4 separate regions of the Sus scrofa genome follow, and regions 2, 3 and 4 are each linked to region 1. A link is a contact called in public Hi-C and targeted proximity ligation data. All regions are on one chromosome and are shown on one strand. The core of a region is the stretch at or near the end of the contact, and the rest is flanking DNA. Distances in the headings are between cores, read along the strand shown. Region 1 holds the start of TRIB1 (tribbles homolog 1). Region 2 overlaps NSMCE2 (E3 SUMO-protein ligase NSE2). Region 3 holds the start of SQLE (squalene epoxidase). Region 4 holds the start of NSMCE2 (E3 SUMO-protein ligase NSE2).

What was found. A called contact is a pair of places that touch in the nucleus more often than the background predicts.
Region 2: a contact with region 1 is called in a targeted proximity ligation map of skeletal muscle, with 8 times the contacts expected there. A contact is called at or near these places in 3 of 5 promoter capture datasets (fetal liver, fetal skeletal muscle and liver), 25 of 47 Hi-C or Micro-C datasets (adipose tissue, alveolar macrophages, blood and 15 more) and 2 of 2 datasets of targeted methods (alveolar macrophages and skeletal muscle).
Region 3: a Hi-C map of liver shows a contact between it and region 1, with 5 times the contacts expected there. A contact is called at or near these places in 1 of 5 promoter capture datasets (fetal liver) and 2 of 47 Hi-C or Micro-C datasets (liver and retroperitoneal adipose tissue).
Region 4: a targeted proximity ligation map of alveolar macrophages shows a contact between it and region 1. A contact is called at or near these places in 3 of 5 promoter capture datasets (fetal liver, fetal skeletal muscle and liver), 1 of 47 Hi-C or Micro-C datasets (liver) and 2 of 2 datasets of targeted methods (alveolar macrophages and skeletal muscle).

The regions. Positions count from the first base shown.
Region 1 is chr4:14,296,860-14,299,559 of Sscrofa11.1, forward strand. It overlaps TRIB1 (tribbles homolog 1), which reads right to left and starts at 1,260. Exons shown (of 3, transcript XM_021088927.1): 1 at 1-1,260. The coding sequence starts at 306.
Region 2 is chr4:14,574,787-14,577,486 of Sscrofa11.1, forward strand. The region is part of intron 2 of NSMCE2 (E3 SUMO-protein ligase NSE2); the gene reads right to left. Among named protein-coding and RNA genes, the nearest start is that of WASHC5, 22 kb to the right of the region's middle.
Region 3 is chr4:14,698,357-14,701,056 of Sscrofa11.1, forward strand. It overlaps SQLE (squalene epoxidase), which reads right to left and starts at 1,357. Exons shown (of 11, transcript NM_001101026.1): 1 at 602-1,357. The coding sequence starts at 892.
Region 4 is chr4:14,596,868-14,599,567 of Sscrofa11.1, forward strand. NSMCE2 (E3 SUMO-protein ligase NSE2) reads right to left here and starts at 1,325. Exons shown (of 7, transcript XM_021088938.1): 1 at 1,197-1,325. WASHC5 (WASH complex subunit 5) reads left to right here and starts at 1,266. Exons shown (of 29, transcript XM_021088931.1): 1 at 1,266-1,461.

The sequences.
Region 1 (2,700 bases), core at 10-2,509:
GCGCTCGGCCAGGGGCAGCAGCAGGTAGTCGGCGATGCGGCTGGGCCCCGGCGCGCTCCCGGAGCCGCCGCCAGCCCCGGGCGCGGCGGGCGGAGGCTGCGGGCTGCAGGGAGAGCCAGGGGGGCTGAGGTAGTCCGGAGGGTTTGAGCACTCGGAGAGACGTGGGCACTTGGCCGCCACCGCCGCCGCGTCGTCCGCGTCCAGCAGGCGTTTGGCAGGAGCGCCCCGGCCGGCCGGGAGCAGCAAGGCCGGGGCTCGGGGCTGCGAGACGCCGCTCATAGCAGAGCGCACGGGACCGACCCGCATCCCGTCCGGCGCCGGGACGGCCCCGGCTTTGTACGTCCTCGGATCGGCGCGGGAAGGCGCGACGGGGTCGGCGCCGGCGCCGCGACGTATTCCAGCCCGCAGGATGGAGTTTGCAGACGGAGCTTGGTTCGGCCCCCACGGGGGGCAAAGCCGGAGCCTCTCCCCGGCGCTGGCGGTACACGCGAGAACCACCGTGGCTGCGCGTCCCGGGGTGGGAGGCCGGCTCGGGTCCTCAGACCCCCGCGGTATCGGCTCCGGGCACCTGGCAGGGGGCGGCCGCCGCTATTGTTGTCGAGGCTGCCGACAGTCAGGGAGGCAGAGGTGGCGGTGGCTGGCCTTACCGAGGTCCGAAACAGCGAGTACAGGATTCCGCAGGCTCGGCGGAGCCACGGAGCAAATGCACTTCCCAAAGCAATAAGTCTCGGGGCCAAAGCCGGAGCAACTTTTCCGCGGCGCTCGGGATCCTGCGCGCTCCGGGCTCCCGGCGTGAGTGTGCCCGAGCGAGACGCGCTCAGAGAGAGTGACTGAGTGTGAGTGAGTGAGTGTGTGCGCAGCACCGATCCTGGCCAGTGCACTCCTCCTTCTCCTTTTCCTCCACCTCCTCCGCCTCCCGGTGACTCACGCTGTATACACACATACACTCACAGGCCGGGCTGTGTAAACAGTTGGGAAGCCGGGTTGTGCAATGAGGTGGCTGCGACGACTCGGGCCCTGCCGCTGGGCGAGCAGTCACCGGAGAGGGGGGGGGGAGGCTGGGAGGAGGGAGGAGGAGCTGGGTCGGCGGGGGCGATGGGGGTGGCCCGAGGGCTGGGATGCTCCGGGCAGCGCGCGCTCTGGCGCAGGTGGTGTGTCCCGAGCTGGCTGGGGCGCGCGCACACGCCCCCCGGGCTGGGCTAAGCAGGAGGCGGCGCGCGCCCTCCGGCAGGCAGCGGGCTCAAAGCTAGAAGCTGGAGGAGGGGGTGGAGGAAAAGTTCCCGTGACGTCAGGGTCCCCGGGAAGTGGGCGGGAGGGGTGGGGCCGTGGGGGGCGAAGCGACCGCTGATTGGTGCGCGCTCCCCATTCACACCGAGCACAATGGACTGCGGGCGCGCGCACCAAGGCTCGCTGCACCCGCTGCTCGCTGCAGCCGCGCGGTGACGCCTTTTGCCCTGGGGATCTCCCCCCGCAACCGACCGCCCCGCGCCCTGGGACCTCCGGTTGGAGCCGTGGGCGTCGCGAGGCCCGGCGGTAGTCGGCGGAAAGGAAGAGAGAGAAGGTGATGAATTCCAGAATCACTCATTCACCCCCACGCGGTAGTTCCGGGGAAGACCTATGCGTGGTTGTGGATGTGGTTTTTTGTTTTTTTTTTTTTCCTTTTCCTGCCCCCTCCCAGCTCTAATCCCCAGCGTCTGTTCGCTTCCACAAATAGAACCTTCTGTTGGATGAAATAAAAGCAAACACTGGGCCTTCTGCGCTGCCTCCACCTCCACGCCCCTCCCGCGCCTGCCGCCCGCCGGGATTGCACGGAAATAGCTTCTCCAGGCTCCCCGGCCGCCCCTTCGCGGTGACTCGCAGAAAGAGCTTCCTGAGCCGGGGCCGGTGGGAAACAAAGGATGTGGGGAGAGGGCGGAAGGGGCCCACGTGGCCGCCGCTGGATTCTAGCCCCCTCCCCGGCCTCCACACGCCCTGCAGGGTCTGGGGCCCCGGGGCCAGCCCAGCCCAGTTCCGTGGTGGCCGGGTAGCGGAGTGGGAGTCATTCTGCCACCGACAGTGATACTTCCTACACCCGGGCAGCCCTGCCAGGGCGTGTGCGTGCACTCGTGCAACGTGATTGCGGTGAGCGCGAAATGTGTGTCAGACGCTGCACAAAGCTCCATGAAAAAGCAACCTAGAATCTATCGTTTTTCTTTCTTTCAAGAACCAGGTCGATTTGGAGTCCCTGGACACCCAGCGTACATAGCTATTATCAGAATCCCTTCTGCCCTTGTACTAAAAATTTCATTTTCTAAAACCAGGTCGAGCCCCAAGGATAAATTTTTTCCATATTAAATCTCCATTCATTCAGCAAATACTAATGAAGCATCTAGTAAGAGCTAGACGCTGGGGATTAGAAGATTGAGCATTAAAATAATAATAGCTAACGTTAATTGAGGTCTGTAAAATGCCAGGCACAGTTCTTAGCACTTTACACATAGTCACTGCAGTCTTACAGCCACCCCGTTGGGTTATTTTTTGCCCCTTTTCAAGAGGGAGAAGCCTGCAAAGACGAAGTTACTTGCTGTGATCAAATCACTACTAAAAGGTGGAGCATTCAAGCTCTTAAGCACTTGTGGGTACTCAAAAAACAGATTACAATTTGCAGAGGGAAGAGAGGGGTTAGGGAGGATTCCATCTAGAAGCGGTTGACCTGGGGGC
Region 2 (2,700 bases), core at 50-2,549, 280 kb after region 1:
TATGAAAGTAGTGTAGGTGTGGAGTCAAATCAGCATGTGACATTTCAAACAGAAGCAAATATTAATAGGATCTGCAGAAGTAAGTTTAAGCTGGTTAAACAATTTGGGGAAAAACCTAAAATACCAATCACGCCAGTGGTAGAGGGCGACTAATACAAAGAGAAAAAAGAGAAAGGAAAAAACAGAAATCGGTAAATAGTATTATCTTGTTTTACTAACTGGTTCAATGTGAATATCACCAAAACCTCTAAAAAGCTACAAAACTGATTGATTTAACTACCCTTAAAATTTCTTGATAGAGTCACTGAAAAGTGAAATACCCTCTCTACTTGCTATTACAGTTGCCATTTGCCACATGCAGTGGCAATTAGGCATTTGAAATTTGGCTAGTCTGGATTGAGATCCATCATAAGATTTTGAACTTGGAACCTGGCACAAAAAAAAGAATGTAAATGTAAAAATAACTCAATTTTAATACTGATTACATACTGAAATAATATTCTAGGCACATTAGATTAGATAAAACATTACTGAAATTAATTCCTACTCTTCTTGCCTTTTGTAATGAGGACGGTGGAATATTTTAAGTTACATACGCGGCTCACATTATATTTTTATTGGACAGTGCTGCTACATATAAATATAACTTTCCACTTATATAGAACACACAATTTCAGTTATAAAGCACAGAAAGAAGAGGGATAAATAAGTCTGGATAATAAAATAATTTTCTCTAGAATAATCAAATTGGTTTCATCTGTTAATCACCAATCAAATAAAAGCATGTTTCTGCTTACTGAAAGACAAACTTCAATGTCTTTTAAAAAGCCTTGATGTTTCAAAAATGATCCTAAGTCTGTTCTACCTCTGCCATGAATTGTACTCTTTGCCTAGAATTAAACTAGTCTTAATTGTTTTCAATGATCATACGTATAATACAAAATGCTAGTTTAATTTTAAAATCTGATCGAGCGACACCATTTCAGTTCTTTCTGTAGCGGTCATTTTCACATTCTATTAGATCATTGAAACCTAAGCCACGTCTCTGATTCAAAGATTTAAAAAAAAAAAAAAAAAAGTAGAAATCAACTCAAATGTTATTCTAAAAAAAAAAAAAAAAATTGTTATTCTCCAGCATCTAGAAAAACCGAGGCAGTACTCAGGTACTATACAGATTCTGTTTTAGAAATCTAAAAGATGACTCATTTACTATTTCAAAAAGTGACACCTTAATATGGATGGGAGAGCTCAGCAAACAGGAGAGCAGAGCAAGCAATTATTTCCACACATGCCATCATGTGGAGAAACCAAGCCAAATTTCAGGTTGGTACAGTCAGTGGAAGAAAGAAAATCTGGAGGTGTTGGAATGGTTGGAAATTTATGGAGTGAGAGTGGTAACATGAGGTGAGGTGAGGCCAAGAGCAGCCCAAGCTCTCCTCTCCAGAGCCCTTAAAAAGGAAACTGCTCAACTTTCTGACGAAGGAAGCCAAGAGGAAAGAAAAACACATTTCACACTTTTTAACATCCCCAAACTATTCGCCACACAACTGGCCCGCTGAGAGAATTACACCTACTGTTGATACATCTTTTTAAAGTGGCTTTTAAAAGTTATCAACCACAAAATCAAGAGGCACCAACTTAGAATAGTAAATAATAAATATGAGACACATATATCGCTGGTAAGTAAATGAACTGAGTAACCTGGATAACTGGAAATGAAGCTGGTGGAAATGAGAGGTATATTCCTCATTTCTAGAAGAGCTGATCTTAAAACGTTGTGATCTCAATAGCCTCACAGTTTTTCTGGTCTGAACTAAACATTTTTTTTTTTTGGTACTTTTAGATATATGGAATAATTCAGGCTCCAAGCTACTGAATTCCAATAATTTAGTTACTGTACCTTTTATACAATCCTGAACCCTGCAATTAACAGATCAGTTACGCCCCGACAGCTACCTCATAAGAAGTGTTCTGATGCCATCTAGTGGCTTATGTTTCTCATCAAAGGGGAGATGATTAAACCAAAATGTGGTCCTTGGGCGAGCAGCATCGGCGTTACCTGGGGAACTTGTTAAAAGTGCAAATTCTTCAACTTATCCCACATCTCTTGCAACTTTAGTGGTGGTGGCCAGAAATCTGTGTTTTAACAGCTCTCTAAGTCATTCGTCCCAAGTTTCAGAACCACTGGATTAACCAGTCCTTACATAAAAATTAAGTGCAAAGTCTTCAAAAAATTAGGTTCCCCAATTAACGAAAGTGCTCAATTTCTAATTTTGGAAAGCAACTTAGTTTTCTGTATTCTGGATCCAAATATCTGTATTTAAAGAATGTTGTTAAAAGCCATTTACTAACATATTAATACACACATTTAACACCTGATGAGCATCAAATGAGCCCCAGCCTCTGAAAATATCAGATGCAACCCTGAGGTCTGTGCCCTGAGGAAACCCAGTTCAAAGGAAGACCATTACAGACATTAAATAAATAAATAAATAAATGCAAAAAGCCCTGTGAAACAAAGGAAAATAATTAAGTGGTATCGGGAAATCAGGTTTTGGCATCTTAAGGGGCTCAGCTGAAAAGCGGGAACACATGAAAAGCCAAGGAGGTAGAACACTGGTGACTTTTAAATTAAGAGCCATCTACCCTAATGATGATAGACACCAAGACAAGAGTCTACTGTTTACATCTGCTCCTGTG
Region 3 (2,700 bases), core at 107-2,606, 400 kb after region 1:
CGGCGTTGCTGTGAGCTGTGGTGTAGGTCGCAGGATCCCGCGTTGCGGTGGCTGTGGTGTAGGCTGGTGGCTACAGCTCTGATTAGACCCCTAGCCTGGGAACCTCCATATGCCGCTGGTGAAAAAAAAAAAAGACCGGCCTTTGATTTAGGAACTGGACTGAACTGCAAACATCAACTAGTCACTCACAATGCAATCCTTACCCAAGGATAATAAAACAAACTTTTTTCTTCTCCAATCACAGAAAGTGATTCTGCTCTAGAGATTCCAACATTTCCTTATCTAGGGATTTCCTAGGGATTCAAATATTTCCTTTCACCTCTCATAATCAAATCAACATCCATAATCAAATCGATTTCATTTAGCATGGGCTCCACCAACTGCTAAATGAAACAAAGGTTTTCAATCAAGCCAAAGAGCATCAAAGATGTCGCCAAGGAACAGTCAAGAGCTTAAAACCCAACTGTATATAAGAAATCACACCAGAGTATCTAACCGACTGCCTTTCGCCCTTTAAATTGCAATATTTACATTTGAGCGACCCCGATCCGGATTTTAACATTAGACCCTCACCCATTCGCCCACTCTGAATTCAACCTACCCTCCTAGACCCAAGCTGCTCTTTCTTTTCTGAACCAGTGGGGGATTTGGCCCAGAAGAAGCCAATTAAAGGCAAGGCTGACAGAATATCCGAGAAGACGGCGAACTGGGAGCCGCTCTGCTGGCGCCCGAGGAGGGCCCCATTCCGGTAGCGACAGCGGTAGGACAGCACCAGCCCCAGCGACAGGAATACCAGCACGCCCAGCAAGAGCTCCTTGTTGGCCAGAGAGACGAAGTCCCCGCATTTCTTATAAAAATAAGTGAAGGTGGCAATGCCGAGAAAGGTCCACATGGTTTAAAGGCTTCTTCGGTGACACCGGGTCAACGGTGAGATCCTCTTTTTTTTTTTTCCTGGTTAAAGTTTTGGTGCTTAGATGTTCTCCCCAAAATGTGTTGTCCAAAAAAAGCGCGGGGAACCGGCCAAAGTCCAATAAACACAGTCACAGGATTACAATTCAAATCAGACTAATTTACAAAATCATTAAAAAAGTAAAAAGTACTTGAAGAGGAGTAAGTTGTCCCGGATTTAAAAAGCTGTATTTAAAAATCAGCTGCTCCAACAGCTCCCGATCAGGCTCTCCTCTTTTAAGCAATCCGTGTGTTTACTTTTTTTTTTTCTTCTTTTTTTTGAGGAGGGAGGCGGGCCCTAGGGGTTACTGTGGATGAGGTCCTAAATTTTGACGGTGGCCTTTCGTGCTGTAAAATTGCTCTTCTCTCCCACCAGCAGCAGATGCCCTTTCAGAAGAGGAACAGGGTGACAAGTATCTTGCGCTGGGAAAAACGCGGCCGCGCCACCTCCGACAGCGACGGTCCAGCCTGGGCGGAAAGCGCGAGGGCTGCCGGCGGCGCGGAGTGAGTACCTCTCTTCCCTGGGACCGCCAAGCTCGGGGGAACCGCAGGTCTGCTTTCTCCCACCAAAGACGACCTCGGACTCGAGACTGCAGCTCCGGCGCTGGGAAGCGCAGCCCCCACCTCGAGACCTCCACCAGCCCCGGAACCTTCCAGCCGCCGAACGGCAGTTTCCAGAGCGCTCCCCTCAAAAGGCGGCGGCGGCCCCCCACGGCCTCCTCACCAGCATCCCTCGCGGACCGCAGCTGTCCTCCCAGCGCTGCGCCCCAGCGGTAACCAGAATAACCGCCTGGTGCCCTTGATGGTTACCGGACTCAGAGCGCCTTAGAGGCGGCTGGGCTCCGCCCTGGCTAGGGACCGGAGGGGGCCCCGCCCACCGTCACCGCCCATCGCTGTGGCCAGCCAATGAGGACGCGCACCTCGCGGTAGGCCGAGATGGCGCTATGCCGCGTTTGGCCAATCGCAGGCGGCACGGCCCCCGCTGTGATGCCGGACAGGCGCTAGAACTACGTTGCGTGGTGTGAGGTGGGAAGGCGTGCGAATGGATCCTGCTGTCCGAGTGGGAGGGTGGTAAGGTGCATGGCTGGCTCCGGAGGGAGTGGGAGTGGAGTAGGTTATACCCCGAGTCTCGTGGCCCCAGCCGCTGGGAGGTGGAGGTGGTTCCGAGGAAACCCCTGCCGGGAGGTCCGCCACCCTCTGTCTAAACATCTCCATTCATTCCGCGAGGTTTTGTGGACCGCTTACTACGTGCCAGCCCAGGTTTCACAGAGATGAAGTAGGCCAGCCTTTCTGTCCTGTGCCAGCTGTGTATAGGTGATGGTAGAAGGAGCTACAGGTGCGTGGATAAGATGACATTCAAGCTGAATCTGGAAGAAGGAGTAGGCGGGTGTTTGCCGGAGAAAGAAAGGAGAGGATGTGCCAGGTGTTCGCTTAAATCACCCCAAATTGTCAGGCATCTGTGAACGTGTTAATGTGCTAGGGCTAGAGGTCCACTGATGCATTAGCCTCTGTTCTCTCAAGATCAGAAATGGGGAGAGGGGTGCAGAGCAAAGAAGTAAACTAAACCGAGGTGTGTCATAAGTGCCCTGGGTAGGTATTTCCTGTCGTGACTCAGTGGAAACCAATCTAAGATCTGGCACCTGTAACTCTGATTTGACCCCTAGCCTGGGAACCTCCATATGCTGCATATGCTTGCCTCTGAGCAAGTTACATGAATTGCTCCAGGACAAGCATTCCAGAAGAAACAGTAAA
Region 4 (2,700 bases), core at 75-2,574, 300 kb after region 1:
AATTCAACATATGGATGGGGCGGTGGGGAGTGGAGATAGGATAGAAACATTCATAAGATTCTCTCTAGATGGGGCCAATTATTAGGTAAAAATAAAAATATTTCTCTGTTCCCTCCTCTCATCTTTTTGTACAGAAAGTAATAAGCACAGATCAAATAATTTAAATACTGATACTCCTTTAAATTCTTAGGGGCCTACACAAGTTCCACCAGAGCTGTATCTTCTTTTTCAATACGCAAGGTTACATCTTTCTGAAGCCTTCTCTTATCCATACAAGCAACTGCTTGTTCTCTCCCTCATGCTACCACTATCCCTATCTCTCTCTCTCTTTCTCTCCCTCTCACACACAAACTTGTATTATAAAACTCACCACAATTATTTGCTCACATGTCTGCCACTCTTTCGCCCTGGAAGCAACTTAAAACTAGAATTCTGACATATTCTACTCAACATAAAACAGCTCCTCACACAAAAATAGGCAATCAAATAAAGATTTGGGAGAGTTACAGAATAAAAGAAACCGTCATTGCTGGGTCCCCTACAGTATGTTATAAACTGGTGCCCTAGGCTTTCTTCCATTCTCATTATCATTAATCCTACCACCGTTTATAGAAAAGGAAACTGATGCCCAGAGTTTAATTAAAGATCTTCCCAAGGCCCTGCTTAGAAAGCTAGCTCAAACTACATTTACTTCGATCAAGAATTCATGGTCTCACACTACTATATATAAAATAAACAACAAGGTCCTACTGTATAGCACAGGGAACTTTATTCAGTATCTCAATAACCTATAACCGAAAAATCTGAAAAAGTATATGCATAACTGACCACTTTGCTGTACACCAGAAACTAACGCCACACTGTAAATCACCTATACTTCAATAAAAATAAAAAAAGAATTCGTGATCTTTGCCCCTACGTACTGAGAACCCAAGGATGTAGAGACGGCGTCTTGGAGAGGGAGGTAAACGGCCCCTACCTCATTCCTGTGGCGTAAACAGATCTAGGACCATAACCCAGGTCCACAAACCACAGCTCAGGGCACCCGCGGAGCGCCCGAGAGGGAGACGACACCCCCCATCACCCTCCCCATCGCCATCCCCCGCTCCAGCCGTACCTGGCTCCCCGATGTACCTCTGCCTGGCTGCGCCCTGACTTCGCACCCCGAACCCCAACTCCTTCCTTAACTCCCTTACCCTGTCGCTGAAACAGCGAGCGCGGGCTCAGGCGTCATCAGTCGTCGACGGCGAGTGGTCACATGATGCCCCGCCCCACTCTCCGCCCCTTTGTCATGTGACTGCCCAGGGAGCCAGGGGCGGAAGCCGGGGTCCAGCCGGCTCTGGAGCCAGGGCGGGGGACTGAAGAGGACCCCTGCGGAGGCAAAGAGGTGGGGGCCGGGGTGCTGACTCCGCGCTAGACCGCCGGCCTTGCGCGTGCGCCCTGGAGCGGCCCGGGGGACAGGTGAGTCGGGGCGGGGTGCGCGCGCCTCCTCCTTTCACGTTCCCCGCCGCCCCGGGGCTGGGCCGCTCTGGCCAGGGGTGCTTCTGCGGCGTGGGGTGGGGTCTGGATGGGACAGCCTGGCCTGGAGGAATGAGGGTTTTACTGGGGCTGCGGCTGCGGCTGCGGCTGCAATCCAGGCTCTGCATCTCCACTCAGGTGGAAGCAATTTTTCACGCGCTTTGGCGCTTTAGAAAGTGATGTTCAGCTACTTGGCCAGCATCGTGTCCTTCCAAGTTCCTGGGAGCAGTGGTGTATGGACGTCGATATTTCTCCACTTACACTCAAGAAAATCGAGTGGTTGGTGCGGGCTTTTACAATCTGACGGACCTGGCTTTGAATTCTATTTCTGTCATGGACTGTGAGTTTGGGCAAATCATTGCTCCTCTTTTGCACCTTAATTCCCTTACCTATGACATATCAAAGTCCTTTTCATTTCGAGAAATAGTTCCGAAGGTCCTGATTTGTCTGTGGTCATTAACGAACTCCCCCGTTAACGGGAGCGACAGGCGCGGCGGCGGGGGCCGGGGGTTTAACCGAGCGGATAATGGATCCTTGTCTCCTGATTCCAAGTGTGTGGAACTTCCCTACACCATAGGTGAAACGGGGTTGGAGGCGAGGAGGGAGAGGCTTTACTGCCTCTGCCCACAACAAACACCTTATGGTTTTTCTTATTTATCGGGATTCATGAATCAGGCCAGAGTGATTAGGATCATTTTAGAACTTTTCTGGAAGAGATGTGCTGTTCCTTTTTAACCTGATCAAGGGCCACTGTAGTTTGTACCTACTAATAGATCGATGGAAACCAGTGCTTCCTTCTTTATGGAACTGAGATTTTATGAGAGGATAAAAATAGGTCTTCTTTTGTCCTCTAATAAAGATTTTCTTGGAGTTCCCATCGTGGCGCAGTGGTTAACGGAGACGACTAGGATCCGAGAGGATGAGGGTTCGATCCCTGGCCTTGCTCAGTGGGTTAAGGATCTGGCGTTGCCGTGTGGTGTAGGTCGCAGACTCAGATCCCGCGTTGCTGTGGCGTAGGCTGGCGGCTATAGCTCTGATTAGACCCCTAGCCTGGGAATCTCCATATGCTGTGAGTGTAGCCTTAGAAAAGACTTTTTTTTTTTTGTCCTCGGCTAAAGAGTGGTTCCTCCCAGGGTAATTTAATTTTCAGAATTCAACTCCTTACTCATTTGGTAATTGTTA